Regions from separate parts of the Mus musculus genome. Here regions 1 and 2 are each linked to region 3. Evidence: chromatin contacts called from public Hi-C and promoter capture Hi-C data. All regions are on one chromosome and are shown on one strand. Each heading gives the region's core, a stretch centred on a gene start, on an enhancer-like site or on the middle of the called end of the contact. The rest is flanking DNA. Distances are from core to core; before and after follow the strand shown.

Region 1 (3,056 bases), core at 304-2,803, 5.7 Mb before region 3:
TCAGCTTTAGGGGATAGATCAGAGAAGAGATTCTGAAAGACAGTACTTCCTTCCCTTCCTGTGCCAGGCGTGTTTTAATCTAAAAACCAGAAATTCAGTTTTGTCTCATTAAGAGAGCTTCTGCATGGTCCAATCTTGGAGATGAGGCACTAGATTTTCAGGCTCGAGTGGGGTGCATTTTTCAACTCATCAGCCAAAAGGGGCCGCCTTTTAAAAAATATTCTCAAAACAGAGGGGGCAGGGTGAGGGGGAGTGTTGAAAAGCAGATAGATTCTGAGAATCCACTGTTGTCACTACAACTACCATCATCATTTATCTTATCGTTATTTATGTATCAGACACTTCGATGAGTGATCTACAAACATTTTATTTAGCCCTCACCACTCTGACACATCAGTGCTATATCCATTTTACAAATGTAGAAACACACCATAAAGGGTTGGGCATCCCACCCAAAGGTTAGACAGATAACAAAACCTCAGAACATACTTGAAACTAGACAGATAGTCACTGCCTTTCTTGTGAAATAAGATTCACTTACTTTTGTAAATCGTAAAGTATTAAAAAAAAAGTACAGACCACAATCGAAACCTAATGCTACCACTTTCAGAGGTGCCAAGTTTCATAAATTAATTCCAGTTTCCTGAGGAGTGAAAAAGATAATAGTCGCATTTATGCTTGTTGTGAGCTAACTATATATAAAAATGGTCTTAACACAGAGGTTGTGGGTCACTGCAAACCACTGGTTATTTTAATCCTACTTCACCCTCTGATTATTGGCGGCCACAAACACAACAGAAAGAAACAAAAGCTGATCGCAGTCAAGTGCATTAGCGCCAACACTAACGGTCACTATGCTCTCAAGTTTCTGACTGCAAAACAAGTAAGTGGCACTGCCCTTCCTTCGCGTCGCGTGTGCAGTGAGCCCAAAGCCCTGGACACAGGTGCAGGAGCTTGCTAGGACTTCACCCAGGCCCAGCTTTGCACCGAATTCAGTAGCACCTTTTCCCTCAGCACGCAGCCTTTCCTCCACCGTTCCCCCACACGACCGGTTCGTCTGGTTCACCAATCTTTCCCCGCTGAGCGGGACCGAGATTTCGGGGCTGTAACCCTTCGCCCCACCCTGCCCTTCCACTCGAGGCCCGCGGATCCCCGGCAGGGTTCTTCAGGTGCGCGAGCCGCAGGCCCAGGAGGCGCTCGCGGCCCCCAGGCTGACCCCCAGCCCCGGACTTCCACGGGCCGCGGACCCAGCACGCGACACTCGGGAGTCCCCAGAGTGGGCACCGGAAACCCACGGAGCACTTCCAGCGCCCGGGGCCCGGAGGGACGGGCCATGGAAGCCTGAGGGCCCTAAGTCTTCCCGCCCGGGACCGGCCCGCTTCCCGGGAGGCTGCAGGCTTGGGCTGGGACACACGGCTCCGGAGCTGGGAAAAGTCACGCACTCACGTGCTATATCGCCGCAGAAGTCGAGTGAGGGTGGAGAGCCAGCGAGGAGCACCGCAAGGCGGCAGGACCGCAGGGGCTTTACTGGAACCTGAGGGCTGGACCGCGGAGGGGCGGGGCTCGTGGGCGGAGTCCCGGAGCGGAGGGGCGAGGGCGGAGCTTGTGGGCGGGACCAAGGTGAAGTTTTGCTTTTGATAGGGAGCTTGCTGCCCAACCCATTTCAACCCATTTTCACTCCCAGTTTTCTTTGCTGCGCCTCAACCCGCTGACCTTTTAAAGAATTCTTACAAAACCCGTAATTGACTTTAGGCAGTAAAATATCTGATCTGGTCTGGGGGGGAGGGGGGGGGGGCTCGGAAGTGAAGAGCACTTGTTGCTCTTGCAGAGTTCCCGGTTTGTAGCTCACAAACATCTAGCACATTCCAGAGGATCTGGCATTCTCTTCTGATCTCCCCAAGGCAGCAGGCAGGTGTGTGTGTATGTGTGTGTGTGTGTGTGTGTGTGTGTGTGTGTGTGTGTGTACAAACATGCAAGCAAAACATTCATACATGCAAAGCAAAACAAATAAACCTTAAAAAAATAAAGAAAGAAAACAGATCTGGACAAGGAAATAGTGTGAAATGCCAGCTCTTAAGCATCCTTCTGTAGAGCGTACACCTTCCCAGAGTAATTTTACATGCTTATTTTATTTAATATATATTTATTTTATTTGGTCGTCACAAAAGCTTTGTTATGTGTTTAGCGCCACGTGCCTTTTCATAAGAATGGTGCAAGAAAATACTGTGAAATGTGGTAGGTAAACAGTTGTTCAATTTGCCTAAAGTCATCAGATTATGCTAATCTCAAAATGCCTATGGTGATGGGTACTCAAAGTCACATCCTTCTATTGAATGAAAATTTAAAATATCTGCTGGAAAAAAATGGGATAAAAATCAACAAAGACAAACGAACAGTATTACAAAAGTTACTTCACTTACATTGGTGAGGGGAAAAAGGCGGGGGGGGGGGGGGACACTCAATAGAAAGGACTAAAGAATGGAATGTGATATGTAAGCTTCCAGAGGAGAAAGGTCATCTCAGTCTTACCCAGCAGTGAACCCTAGAGCGCCAGTGATGAGCAGCCTGGAAAGACATGCCCTTTGTGCAATAGTGGCAGGAATATCATGGAAATAACTCACCACTTTCTGATTGGATTTAAGTTCCACTCCACTCCACAAAATGAAATCCATACCTGGCACTATTATCGAGGCAAAAACAACAGCTAGGCAGGTCACAGACCCAGGGGAGAATCTACTATAAATATTCTGCTCAATGGACAGAGTATCAAGTCAGCTCCTAATGGCTTTTCGTTAAACTCATAGATTAATGCACCTCTCCGCTCTCATCAGAGCAGCTTCTGTTTGCAGCCGTGGTGAACAGAGTCCCGCAAATGTCCAAGGCACAGAGGGTGAGACTAAGGAAAGCATACCCCTAAATGGGATAGTTGCATCATGCCCCCTCCTTCCAAGACCCAGCAGTGATCATTAAAGAAGACAGAAAGCAAAGAATGTAAGAGCTAGAGTCTTCTGGGCAGTTTTAAATGTGAGCTCACTGCAACTTTGACAGCCTGGAAT
Region 2 (3,031 bases), core at 356-2,855, 5.6 Mb before region 3:
ATGGCAAGTTCAAGGCCAGACTGGGCTTTGTAGTGAGATCCTGCCATTTATTCACAGGGACATAAAAGGAGCATCGGTATATAACCCAACACACATACCTCCTCCATAGCCTGCAAAGACAGAAGCTGCTAACCATTTGATCTACATATACCTCCAAATACCTCACTGTCATGCAGTTGATGCTTAATAATTGTGCAAGGATGTAACAGAAATTTCAGCCAACTCAAGAGATTACCATCTCTTTGAAGGCAAGAGACCTGATCAGCCATGCCCTGGGTTTCAAAAGTACAGTGTCTTAAAAGCAGCTCTACATTTTACGTGAAGAATTATTTGGAAATGTTAATAATCTATGTCTCAAAGAGCTAAGTCACATTTCTCAAGCATCTCAATTTCAACAGCTCCAACACTTGGACATTATCTTTGAATTTAAAATGTTAACTAGTTATTTAAAAAATGGTAATTTTCAGTCAGCTTAAGCACATAGTTTTATGGCTCAAGGAAGTTAGATAAATGAAAGAATGTCTTTTTTAAAAGGAGAGTTTTACTAGCAGTTACATACAGACTTGGTGAGACATGTTAAGTGGATTTATACATAAGCAAAAACTCTTACAGAAACCTACAGACAACTGTGAACAGGGTATTTCATCAGGGGTAAAAAAAACACCAAATGGGGAGTGGGAAGGTAACTCTGGCATTTTTTTCCATAACTCTAAGTAGCGGCATTTTAGGGGGAGGAATTCAATTTTATGCACACAAAAAGATGAAACATTAACAGGGAAAACACAGACATTTGTGAAATATTTTATGGTGGACGAGTAAAATATTTCAAAAGCATAATAGATACACCTTCTTTTTGGTAATAATGAAGAGGAATCGCTTAGAGCAAAAGAACTTACAACTCCAAACCGATGAGTAGAAAGCCATACAGCCCTAAGCCACAAACTGATCATTTAAGGACTGTAAAGGCTAAAGGCGACGGGCAAAGTACCAAATCCTAACAATACTACATTTTAAAAGAAGATTTAAAGGAAAAGGACCCAAATCACGAGATGAGGATTAGAAAATTTTGCAAGGTCACTTGAACCTACCAGGTCACCAAAGGTGGAGATTAAGATTGTTGGTGAGAGGAGGTGCGGAGTCAGTGAAAAAAAAAAAAAAGCTGAATGCTAAAAACGTGTCAGAAAAGGACGTTCTGAGGCTGGCGTCCCGGCTCGCGCCGGTGGGATCCGGGTGAAAGTCAGGGCAGCAGTTCTGAGGCGGGGAAGCTGGGACGCCAGCAAGCCGCCGGTCAGGAGGCTGAGCACTGCAGTCACCGAGCCACTTCGCCGGGCTCCGGTGTCACCCGCACAGGCCGGTGCCAGGGCCAGCTCGGGGCAAGCCCGGCGACCCCACCCCGGCGAACTCCGGCCCGGCCGCCCTCCAGAGCCCCGCTGTACTTACCCGCGCAAAGCTGCGGCTCCCGGGGCCCGCAGCCACCGCGGCGGCGCCTCCTCAGCCCTCCGCGCCCAAGATCGCCATCTCGCAGCAGGCGTCGGCCGGGCAGCTCAGGCCGCCCGCAGCCACTCGGATCCCGCACGCCAAGCGCGCCGACACCCGGCCCTCCCCCCACCCACCCCGGCCTACACCTCCCTTCCTCGGGAGCGCGCAGCGTGCTCGCGACTCCGCTGCCGCTGCCGCGCACGGGCGCGCCTCCCCGCCGGGGCCGCTCTGAGCCTCTGGTCCAGACCGGGAATCCAGCTGCCCTCGAGCATGCGCAGCGAGCGCGCGCCCAGCCCGCCTAGGGGCCACTCCGCTCCTCCGGGTCTTCCAGGCGGTCAGGCGGAGAGGCACGCCAACCAATAAGGGAGAGGAGGTGGAGCCAGAGCCGGAAAGGGGGCGGGGCAGCCGCCGGGAAGCCGGTGGTGACTTGTGAACAGCAGCTACCTGGTCTGTTCAGTCAGCTGCAGAGCTTCCTGCATAACCTCAGGGAAGACCCTCCAGGCACGTCCGTGCTTTCGCAGCCAAAGTAGGCTGCGAAGGAAAACCCCTTGACCTCGCTTTAATATTTGATTTAGGGTCCATTAGTAATGGTAGTCACACGAGACCATTGTGTTGGTAATGAAATTGTTCCTTTCTCTTGGCACCACAGTGGCCCAGGGACAAAGCTACTACTGATTGAGCAAGTGCATATATCCCTTTTCGTACAGTTAATGGACACAGTAATTCTGAAAGGTAGCTGTCTCTTGACTCTTTGACACAATGAGTCAACTGGTTTAGAAAAGAGCTGTTGGTAATTTACATTGCGAGAAAGGTCACACTGCAGTGTAATGACCACATTACTCACCATATGGCCCGCCATTCTACTTCAGAGAAAGAACAAAAGTTCTTCCAGAATAAATAGTACATTTAGCCAAACACCTCAGCTAGACCTCACAAATTAATTTAAACCCACCCCAGAGCCGACTAGTTCTCTTGTCAGAAAAGTTCACGAATCCTGGCTTCTTGTTGCCTGTGACACCTTTAACTTCACTACTCCATAGGTAACAAGTTCTCAGCCTAATCACCTTGTAACATTTCTGTTCTAAATATCTTGTTAACATTAAACCACCTTTCTGATTCACTCCGTTGTTGCTGCAACTTTTGAAGAAGAGAAAAAAGTAGTCTACCAAGAAGAACACTAAGGCTCCATGAGTATTTGTAGGACTCAGTAAATACCACTTGAATGAACAAACGTTCATTCTTTTCCACTCTGGTCCATTAGTTACTAGCCCCTAATTTTACATATAAGTTAGGGGCATATGCCTATGGTGCACAAAAATCTCTCAAAAATGTACATGACAATTTTACTTTTCTTCAACCTATTCCTCTTGCTGTGATAAATGACTGGTCCAAAACAACTTAAGGGAAATGGAGTTTACGCTGGCTCATACCTAGTGACCGGAGCTTGAAGCAGCTGGTCACAATAAACCAGAAGTGAGGAAATAGAGTGAGAGGCATGCTTATCATGCCTTTGTTGCATATAGCCCATGGAATGGCCCTGCCCACCTCAGTT
Region 3 (3,052 bases), core at 375-2,874:
GCATATATATACCACATATATACTATATATATCACATATATATATATATATATATATGGTATATATACACATACACACATATATAGTACATTTAATTCAATACAACAAAAACATGGTATTTGTTAAGTGGCAATAGTTAAGGTCATGTTTGCATGAACCTGTAAGATTATGTTCATATGAACATACGAAGGTTGACTGCATGATCCTATGAAGGCTGATCATCAAGTTATCAGTAGAGAAGGGTTACAGCTCAGGGGTAGTATTTGCCTAGTTTGTGCTCTGGATCTGATACCCAACACAAAGAGGAAAGAAGGAGCCATTGAGGAGAATGCCCTATAACCTCCACGTAAGTACTTATTTTTAATTTAATGTATTTTCTTCAAACATCCGGTAAAGACAAAAGCATGACACTGAGGAATTACTTACCACCTCGGACATGTAGCTCGTCTCTCATTTCTTTACTGATTTGGGCTGGAGTGATATATTCCTTGCCGTCAAGTGTATGGACTACTTCCAGCTGTTTCTGAGAGATCAATTTATTCACAATCTCAATGCAGTTCCGCTCTGACAACCTGTGCGAAGCCAGGAGTTTAAGAGTGTACTTGCTATGCCGCCCCCCCCCCCCCCAGGTATTTGAAAGCAAAATTTTGAGTAACTTCTACATTACAAAATCTGTCCTTTATTAGTATGATGATATTGGTTGAGTAATTTAAAAAGAAAACTTGAGAGTAGGTTTATATTCCCTTGAATTATTTATTTAATTCACACACGTCACTGTATTATGATTCTACAGATGTTCTCTCCTAGTCCTGCCTTCAAGTATCAAATTTTCCAGCTGAAAACAAACAAACTTTTCTTTAAAATCACAGTATGTTGGCCTTACTGGTACAGTTGGTGTACAGACAGGTCATGTGGCTTAGCAGAACTATAGGTACTATAATGTTAGCTACTCACAGCCATCTTGCACTAAATTTTTTCCCCGGGTTTTGTTGTTTGTTTGTTGTGAGAGTGTATGTATGTCTGTAGCTCTCAATGTTATAGAACAGCATCAACGGACTACTGTGTTTAGGTCCAAGAGAAATAAAATACTACAAGAACTCGTTGACAGGGAGACAAAGTCTATTCGCCTTATATATGCGATGTGTAATCACGGGCGCAGAGTCGGGGTAATTCGGCCACTCCCCCATTTCTGGAGTGTAGAAAAGTTGGTGTCCCGGAGTCCCTAAAATATGACAGATGGCATGTGGGCCTGGCTTAGATCTGTGGCTGCACGTAAAAAGGATTTGGAGGAGGGACAGACTACTTGCTGCGCGCTGCACTGGGGACTTTGCAAGCTCGCCCTAGGCCGGGCAGCGAGCGCCTCTACCGACAGCCGCCGCAGCAGACCGGCTCCGGGGTCCCACCGCGTTCCGGCAGGCAGTGCGGGAGCGGGGCAGCGTCCCGGGCCTAAGCCGGCTCCACACCGCAGGGAACCAGCACCTTTGCGTGGACTCTGCAAACTGCGCCCGCTGGAAGTCAGCCGCCAGCCGCCGGATCTCCTCCCAGGCGTCCGCCATCACTGCTCCGCTCGCCCCGACACAGGGAAACGGCAGACACGTCAGCCTTCAGCCTGCCGCAGGCACCCCGGGACGGACCGCGCAGAGGGCCAAGAGACCTGCGTCAAGGAAATTCGCGAACAGAAACGCGACTGCCGAGCTCTCCGCCCTCAGCTGGGCGTGGCCTGCGGGAAGCGGCTTCCTAAACTCCTACAAAGCCAAGCTGATGCTGACTCAGTAATCCTTTTTGCAAGGTTCCTGTTTCTGTCCAGCAACCATCAAATGATCTTCCGCCCTTGCTGAGCGGACGAGACATACTTCTTTTGTGGGACTCTTACAAACCGTGACTAATCCACTTTGAACAGTGAATGGGGCTTTTACTTGAGCCAAGAATGAAGTCAGTTTTAGAGAAACTTGTTCCACACTACTGCATCAGTTTGAATTTTGTTCTTCCAAAATGAATCTATTTGGGTATAGCAAACGCCATGGACTTCAGTTCATGTGTTCTAAAGCTTATTATTATTATTATTATTATTATTATTATTATTATTATTATTATTTACTCGGACAAAGGAATAATCGTTGCTGGGAGTGAAACTAGGGAAGGCAATGGCATTGTACTTCTTAGACAAGATAACTGCTGCCATTGTTTATTCACACATACCATTTTCCAATCTTAATCAATGGGGAAATCAGAAGGCTGATTGTACTTAGTAAAGAATATTTTGCTTCTTTCCTATGTAAATATATTAGTCCATATAACACGTCCAGTAGATAAATCCATTTGGCTTCTGAAGTGCCTAGCTTTGATTAAATTTAGAGAACTCCATGATAAAGCTTGGCATTCCATCTTATCCTTTGAAGCAGACTCTCTCAGAAAGGTAGGCCAGCCTCCCATCAAGTAGGTTTACTGGCCAGCCAGCCCCTGAGTTTCCTCCTGGCTTCATCTCCCAGTCAGGTTGATGATCATACCCAGGTTTCAAGATGAGCTTGGGCTCTGAATTCAAGTCTGTATGCTTGCACAGAGAGCACTTTAACCTTCAAGCATCTTCCCACCCATCATTTTAAGTGCTTTGGAGGGAGGGAGGGAGGGAGGGAGGGAGGGAGGGAGGGAGGTAGTAATTTTTGACCAATATATGATATTACAGAGGAACTTTAAACAGAGCAAACACTACGCAGCTGTTTTTTAAAGGGTAGGAGATTCTTTTAAAGAACGAACTTGTATAGATTTGGAGAGCTGACATTCCATTCTTTATAAAATTTTATGATAGCTGTCTGTAGTTGTACAAATACCTTGTTAATGTTGACATGCAGACAGTCTGTGGATAGTTGATGTCTTTAGCTACAGTGTGTACAGGATTTATTACACATTCTTGGAATCATTTAGAAATTGTCTTTTGACATAAAAACAAATTAGAGACAGCAATGAAACACTGTGATGCTTGAACATATGCATACATGGATAACATTTGCATTATATCAAACACCTAACATATATTATCCAAGATTAAACATTT

Evidence for each region. Promoter capture Hi-C pulls out the DNA fragments that hold promoters and counts their contacts. A called contact is a pair of places that touch in the nucleus more often than the background predicts.
Region 1: a contact with region 3 is called in a Hi-C map of muscle stem cells, with 5 times the contacts expected there. The contact joins the promoter of Cpne3 here to the promoter of Ufl1 in region 3. A contact is called at or near these places in 1 of 39 promoter capture datasets (pre-B cells) and 1 of 484 Hi-C or Micro-C datasets (muscle stem cells).
Region 2: a contact with region 3 is called in a promoter capture Hi-C map of pre-B cells. The contact joins the promoter of Wwp1 here to the promoter of Ufl1 in region 3. A contact is called at or near these places in 1 of 39 promoter capture datasets (pre-B cells) and 1 of 484 Hi-C or Micro-C datasets (CD4 T cells).

What each region holds. Positions count from the first base shown.
Region 1 is chr4:19,568,555-19,571,610 of GRCm38.p6, forward strand. Cpne3 (copine III) reads right to left here and starts at 1,554. Exons shown (of 16, transcript NM_027769.3): 1 at 1,447-1,554.
Region 2 is chr4:19,707,399-19,710,429 of GRCm38.p6, forward strand. It overlaps Wwp1 (WW domain containing E3 ubiquitin protein ligase 1), which reads right to left and starts at 1,606. Exons shown (of 25, transcript NM_177327.5): 1 at 1,441-1,606.
Region 3 is chr4:25,280,197-25,283,248 of GRCm38.p6, forward strand. Ufl1 (UFM1 specific ligase 1) reads right to left here and starts at 1,625. Exons shown (of 20, transcript NM_001355512.1): 1 at 1,480-1,625; 2 at 427-572. The coding sequence starts at 1,556.